Regions from separate parts of the Mus musculus genome. Here region 2 is linked to region 1. A link is a contact called in public HiChIP or PLAC-seq data. All regions are on one chromosome and are shown on one strand. Each heading gives the region's core, a stretch centred on a gene start, on an enhancer-like site or on the middle of the called end of the contact. The rest is flanking DNA. Distances are from core to core; before and after follow the strand shown.

Region 1 (3,614 bases), core at 409-2,908:
GTACCTACTTCCCAGCAATTATCCCCTGGTTTTCTTTATTGACAAATCAAGAAGCAACTGGGGAATAGGACCTTAGCATCAGAAGCTGGGGAGATTTATATTAAGTGAGGTAACTCAGATTAAGAGAGGAAAAATTTCATCTTCTCTCTCATATGTGGATCCTAGTTCATAATAATTATGTATATGCATATAAGTTGGCATGAGTATGGGCTATGAAACTAGAAAGTTGGCCAGAAGTAAGAGGGAGGAGAGGGGGAAATAAAAAGGGGATGGAGAGGATACGTGGGACATGGAAGCAGAAAGAGGCTATGGGGATGGTGGGACAGTACAAGAGGGTGTTAGGGGTATAGGGACAAAGACCAGGGAAGGCGAATCAGCAACACAACTATTGTTTTAAAAGTAGTGTAATAAAATATAATACTGTATATGCTAAGTGCAGAAATATTAAAAGTTTAGTTACAATATTTATCATACCTTCCCTATACATATTGTAGCAACAACAAACAAGTAATTAATGATTAATGTCATTGTTATAGAGGGAACAGAAATCTCCCTGTAATGGGAAAATAGAAAGTGTATAGTAAATATACAGTCTATACTGCTATGTCAGGAAACACGTGGATGAAAATAGACTGACGCCTCCAAAGAGACAAAGAAGGACAAGAAAGAACATATCGTTCCACACAGTAGCTGTCTGACACATGGCTTCAGGTTCAAAATCAGAACCAATTATTTGATCTCTGGCTTCCTGTGTCTTTTTATGTCACCTCCAGAGCTGTAGCAAGATGGCTGAAATTTCGATAGCTATCATACTTACTGGGGAATCATGGCATCACCCCATGAGAGATAAAAGTTTTTTCTCCTCTGATTTTAAAATACCTAGAAACTGTCTCCATTGTTCCAAGTCTGTTGACCTCATAACCTTGACATCTTTGTCAACCATCACTCTGTCTTGCCTGGTTCTGTGTGTCAACTTGATACAGGCTAGTATAATTAGACAGGATAGAACCTCAGTTGAAGAAATGTGTCCATGAGATCTAGCAGTAAGGCATTATCTCAATTAGTGATCAATAGGGGAGGGCCATGCCCATTGTGGATGGTGTTGTCCCTGGGCTGGTGGTCCTGAGTTCTATAAGAAAGTAGGCTGAGCAAACCAGGGGAAGCAAGCCAGTAAGCCACATCCCTAAATGGTCTCTGCATCAGCTTATGCCTCCAGGTTCCAACCCTGCTTATGTTTCCATCCTGACTTGCCCCAATAATGGATTGTGATATGGAAGTGTCTCCAACTTGCTTTTTGGACATGGTGTTTCTTCATAGCACATCCTGTGTAATACACCTTCTGAAGCAGGAATGAAATTAATTCTCCCTAATGGAGGGGTTGATAAATAAATGGCAACATACTTAATGGCAAAGCTGGGTGGGAGCTAAGGTTCAGTCAACAACTGGTAAATTGAAAGGCTGTGGTTTTGTGCATGCTGGCAGAAGGCGTTGGTTTGGTAGGGCACAGTTGAGGACAATTCCTCTGTGCTATGAAAACAGTCTGATATTCACAGGCCTGCTAGTGGTTGAGGAGAAGTCAACACATAGAAGGTTACAAAAGTAGGCTCGGTGGGTGGGTGGGTGGGGGCCTACTGGGCTTTGAAATGTAAAGTGACTGCCCTTTTCTTAGGGAGATAGGACCATTATATATGACTACTGTTTACAAGACTCACCTTAGACAGGAAGGACAAAGAGTGTTTTGTGATTCTGTTCAAAAGTAAAAGCAAAATACATACAAACTGTTTTAGGGTTTCTATTGCTGTTTAAGAGTCACCATGACCACTCTTATAAAGAAAACATTTAATTGGGGTTGGTTTACAGTTTCAGAGGATAAGTCCATTATCATCATAGCAAGAAACATGGCAGCATGAAGCTAGACAGTGTTGTAGGAAGATCTGAGAGTTCTGGCTACATCTTCATTCACAGGCAGCAGAAGGAGACTATACCACACTGTGGGTAGTTTGAGAATTATAAGCCTGTAGTCTCCCCTCCCCCAGCCTGAAACCTGCTTGCTCGGGGTGGAGCTTCCTGCTCATTCGTTCTACCACGCCCACTGCTGGAACCTGAGGAGCCACACACGTGCACCTTTCTACTGGACCAGAGATTATTCGGCGGGAATCGGGTCCCCTCCCCCTTCCTTCATAACTAGTGTCGCAACAATAAAATTTGAGCCTTGATCAGAGTAACTGTCTTGGCTACATTTCTTCTTTTGCCCCGTCTAGATTCCTCTCTTACAGCTCGAGCGGCCTTCTCAGTCGAACCGTTCACGTTGCGAGCTGCTGGCGGCCGCAACATTTTGGCGCCGGAACTGGGACCTGAAGAATGGCAGAGAGATGCTAAGAGGAACGCTGCATTGGAGCTCCACAGGAAAGGATCTTCGTATCGGACATCGGAGCAACGGACAGGTACACATGCTAGCGCTAGCTTAAAATTTCAGTTTTGTAAAGTGTTGCTGAGGATGCGGTAGGATACGAATTAAGCTTGAATCAGTGCTAACCCAACGCTGGTTCTGCTTGGGTCAGCAGCGTGTTAATCGGAACTAGAAACGGAAACAGGCAGGTTAGCCGCAGCTTTTTAGGAAGCTGCTTAGGTGGAAGAAGAAAGGGTTTAAAGTCATGGATCAGGCGGTAGGCCGTAGCTCTCCGAAGCTACATGAGGTGTGAGAAAAGAAAGGGTTTATTAAAAGGAATAGGCGGATTGCCCCAGTTAATAAAAAATGCATCATAAGGGAGGAAAATGTCCCAAAAAGCAGAGAGAAATATCTCTCTGGGCCTTATAGCAGGAGTACTCTGTTACCTTTTGTGTCTTGTCTAATGTCCGGTGCACCAATCTGTTCTCGTGTTCGATTCATGTATGTTCGTGTCCAGTCTGTATGAATGAATGTTCTATGTTTTGTGTTGGATAATAAAGATGGTATAAAAAACTTTATCTGCAAAGCCGAGAGCTGCCACGTGTTTCAGCCAGGAATCAGACACGTGGCGAGAGGGCCCCTGCTGGAAAAACTGTTCGTTTTAGAAAATAAGGGCGAGTGCACAGCCTCTAAGTTTCAGAGTAAAAAAGCTAATAAATGGTTCATGATTAATGTGTTTGACAATGGTAAAGTGTTTTTTATTTTATGATTGTAGCTACAAAAATTATTATTCTCTGATTGGTCTAAATGTAACTGCTTCATTTGGTTCTTTTTTATTGGTAATGTGCTCTAAGTGTTTTCACAATCAGCTCATAAGTTGTTGGTTAAGATTAATAATTGTTACATTGCTACAGATGGTTAGTGTTAAATTTGATAACTCAAGTTTAGAGTCCTTCCAACACATGGCATAAGGCAGCCCAAGAGGCTGGGTCTCTAAAGATATTTCTAGTTTAGGTAATAATTAATATGGTTCGTATCCTAAATAGTAAAATTTAAAATAAGATTTAAAGCAATGTCTCTTTATTAAAGCATTAAAGCTTGCTTTAATAGGTATTCATAGGTATTAATTGACATCCAAACTTCGTAATATGATAGTAATGCTTCTAATATTGATTTTAAAGATAATAAATTGTTTTAAACTTGGGTTTTGCTTTCCCAAGGTTAC
Region 2 (3,844 bases), core at 125-2,624, 67 kb after region 1:
GTCCAGTGTTTTCTGGGTTCATAGCACTTCAAGCTGGGAAAGGTTCTATACCTAAATACAACTCAGTAGTCATATTTCACTATGCAAATATAAAAACCCCACCCCTGCTTCTCTAGAAAAGCCTGATGGCACTGACAGGAAACTTCTCCCAAAGCAAAGAAGGAAGCCTCTGTACCAAAGCCAAGTGAAGGTCATTGAAACCCAAGAAAACAGCTCTAGAAGGGCATTCAAACCCACCCCCCCCTCGACCCACAGAAGATCCACACATTACATACTTACTTTCTCGTTGCCCAAGACACTGCCACTCCAGAAGCATTCCTCTACAAGCATTCTCCCAAGAGAAACAAGTTTGCCCATTGTACCATCATTCAAGTTCCCAGTGACCTCCAAGTCAGCCAAGAAGCAGATAGAAGATGACATATTTGTGTCTAGTATGGATGCCAAACCCAACAAACACCAGATCAGACAGGGTTTGAAGAAATTCAATGACATTGATATGGTCAACTCAATCTGTTCATGTCTGATGGAAAGAGGGGGGCTGTATTTCAGCTGACTCCTGATTATGATGCTTTGTACGTTGACAACAAAATTTGGATCATCTAAACTGAGTCCAGCTGGCTACTTTTAAACATACATGCTTCATTGAAAAAAACAAAACCAAGCAAACAAACAAACAAAATATAGAAATTGAAGTAGTGGAATGTGAAGTCACCAAGATTTAAAAACTGTACATATCATATCCATAATCAACTTATGGTGAATCTTATTTTCCTAAAGGGCAGCTACTATCTTACGAGAAGCTTCTGTGTAAATAGCCCTTCTTGAAGAAAGGAGCCACATGCACTGTTCTTGCTTATAAATAACCCAGAGACTATGTTCCCAAACTCTGCTAATCAAAGCAATAAGGAAAGAGTTCTCAATCTTCATTCCAGGAGTGACTTGGACTCAATGTTCTTGAGAAAGAAAAGTAGATTCTCGCCTGCAGGCTCTTGTGTTTAACCCAGCTGCAGGGGAGCACGTGCAGATTTGAACTGCCCCACCCAGACTGGAGCAGCCAAGCTCCCTCAGAGCTCATACTTTGCAAGGAACGCTTCTGGGGGAAATCCTACAGAGCATAGCTTGGGCCCAAATAGTCCTACTAAGCTTCTGGCTATTCATTTGGGCACAGATGAAAATGTGCTCTGATGGTACAGGGAAGATTCCCGTGTTGGTCGTTAAACCCAAGCCACCCACGGATTTGAGGAAATATACATGATTATATAGTTTCATACTGAGCACTGAGATTTTTGAAATCCAGTTGCTTTGAGCCCCGTGATCTGCAGAAAGCAAACCCAGTCTTCTTCATGTCCCTGGGAGCACGAGTGCGGGTGTTTGCTTTGCATTAGCATGTCAAGCTGTGCATACCTTTCTGAGGCGAGGTCTGGGTGTAATGGGGTGTGTCCCGGAGGAAGTCAACGTTCAGAGATTTATTTTTTTTTGTGTGTGAGCTATTCACTTTAATTATACCCATGCTGTTCGCTCGCTTTTTATTATTACTCTTATTCACTTTCATATCCCCTTCCCTTGGCTAAACACACAGAAAAGATTCATTTATTATGTGAAGAGACTCAAATTTATGGAGCCCTTTTAGTTTGCAAGGAGGCTGGAGACTCCATTGTGAAAGCAGTGTCGCGATTCTCAGGGAACATGGGCTCTGATCTTGCCTCCAGCTCCGGACAAAGGCACCAAAGCAATGTTCAGGCACTAAAAACACATGCCACTGACTTGAGTGGTGGCAGATAAACCACGGCAGAAGAGGGGAGCTGGAGGCAGGCGCAAGACCAGAGGAATGTGACTAGCAGTGCATATGTCTCTGTTCAGTTCTAAATTGTTAAGCAGAATGACAGCACATGCATTGACATCCCGAGAACAGCAGCTGTCAAAACTGTCAGACAGCACGAGATTGATTCCCTTCAATTACTTGTTGAACCAAGAAGTTAGAGAGATGGCAAAGCTCCACGAGGTCATCTAACTTAAGTTTTTCTGCCTGGGAAAATTGCTTTGTCAAAAATCAATGTGTGAGGGCAAACTAGAGCTTTATTGTTATTTTGAGCTGACATAAAAGGTATGGTGGATCAGTATTCATCCATTCAACCCATCCTTTCACCAATTTGCCAATAGTCTTCCTACCCTGCACTCACTCCATGTCAGACTCTTTATGTCCTTAGGATACACAGATGCACTTAAGCACTAAATGATGGATACCGTCACTGGATAGCTATGTGCTGGGGTCTGATATGAAGCAATAGAAAGATGGCCACGACTCACAGGGTTGAAAGCAGACACTATGCCCAAAGATAAAGCTACTGCATCTTAAAAGATGAGCAAGGAGATGTTTCCAGTTCCTTTCTCAGACAATTGTTGCCCTCTTGTTGCCTTTAAACCAGTGCAGAGTTGCTAGCATCTCCCTCTCATTTTCCAGAGATAGAGCAACCCTGGAGAAGTAACCCAGCTTCGTCACAGCTACATAAGAAACCTGAGAATTTGTACATTTTAAATTTTCACACTTTCACTAAATCTAGAGAGAGTGGTGTAATCTACAGCTATATTCAGACAAGAGAGGGACCAGCAGAAGCCTTGACTTCAGGCACCACACAGCAAGATCCGCACCTTGACAGCCTTCCAGGTTTTAATCATGCTTTTTGAAGAACTGTAACATCTTTGAGTTGTTTTACTTGGTACGTGATTAAAATATTCTGTGTAAGTAGAACATGGTGACTCACATTTTGTTAGGGTTGCAGAGCACAACTAGCTACAGAGTCTTCAAGAAGGATGAGAAATAACCCATAATTCTGTTCTCTCCTGTTTTCCCTCCCTACTCCCCCAACACTGTGTGTGTGTGTTTCAAAACGTGACCCCAGAAAGAAAGAACAAGTTTAGGATGTGATTCTAACATAGCATTGCATTTCTCAATTCCTATCATTTCTTTAAGCCGTTACCTCAACTCCTTTGGCAGTAAAATCGGGAAGATCAGCAACTACTTTGTCCACAGAGCATTAAATTTGATTAATATCAGCCCCTTAGCCGAACATCACTTTAAATTGATCTGAAAAGACAGAATTCATCATTAGAGTGCCATAAGAGTCTCAGAAACCCAGTGGACAAGCACCTCCTGACCAGAGGTTTGCAGATTTTACCTTGCATCAAAACCAGCAGAAAGGCTTCAAGAAACTCGTTTCAGGCCCTGCCCTCAACAGGGGTTTTTGTCAATATAGCCTGCCAATTTGTACTTCTCTTGTGTTCTTTTTATTAATTTATTCATTTCTTTTTATTCATATATTTGTTTACATTTCAAGTGATATCCTCCTTCCTAGTTACCCCTCCACCAACCCTGCCATCCCATCTCTGCTCTTCCCCATCCCCTTTGCCTCTGCAAGGGTGCTCCTCCACCTATTCACCCACTCCTGCCTCATCCTTCTAGCATCCCCCTACAGTGGGGCATCAAGTGTCCCTCCCCTCCCATTAATGTCAGATAAGGATGTCCTGTGCTACATATGTATCTAGAGTCCTGGCTCCCTCCATGTATACCTTTTGGTTGGTGGTTTAGTGACTGGGAGCTCTGGGTGTTCCAGTTAATTGGTTCACAGGTTGGCTGTGAATATCTGCATCTGTATTGGTCAGGTGCTGATAGACCCTCTTGGGGGAATGGCCATATCAGGCTCCTGTCAGCCAGCACTTCTTGGCATCAGCAATAGTGTGAGAGTGTGGTGTCTGCAGATGGGATGGATCTCTAGATGGGGCGGTCTCTGGATGGACTTTCCTTCAGTCTCTGTTCCATTTTTTTGTCCTTGTCTTTCCTTAAAAG

The links. HiChIP or PLAC-seq counts read pairs in DNA pulled down with a chosen protein or histone mark.
Region 2: a contact with region 1 is called in an H3K27ac HiChIP or PLAC-seq map of embryonic stem cells, with 7 read pairs. The contact joins two enhancer-like sites. A contact is called at or near these places in 1 of 15 datasets of contacts at CTCF or cohesin (the NIH/3T3 cell line), 7 of 484 Hi-C or Micro-C datasets (3T3-L1-derived adipocytes, cerebral cortex, cranial neural crest and 4 more) and 2 of 115 datasets of contacts at active chromatin or transcription factors (embryonic fibroblasts and embryonic stem cells).

What each region holds. Positions count from the first base shown.
Region 1 is chr16:25,515,718-25,519,331 of GRCm38.p6, forward strand. No RefSeq gene overlaps it. Among named protein-coding and RNA genes, the nearest start is that of Trp63, 170 kb to the right of the region's middle. Within about 2 kb of position 1,659, at least 8 of the 459 cell types and tissues checked have an H3K27ac peak or open chromatin away from gene starts, as enhancers often do. A contact at or near this core is called in embryonic stem cells, where this site is marked.
Region 2 is chr16:25,583,492-25,587,335 of GRCm38.p6, forward strand. No RefSeq gene overlaps it. Among named protein-coding and RNA genes, the nearest start is that of Trp63, 98 kb to the right of the region's middle. Within about 2 kb of position 1,375, at least 37 of the 459 cell types and tissues checked have an H3K27ac peak or open chromatin away from gene starts, as enhancers often do. A contact at or near this core is called in embryonic stem cells, where this site is marked.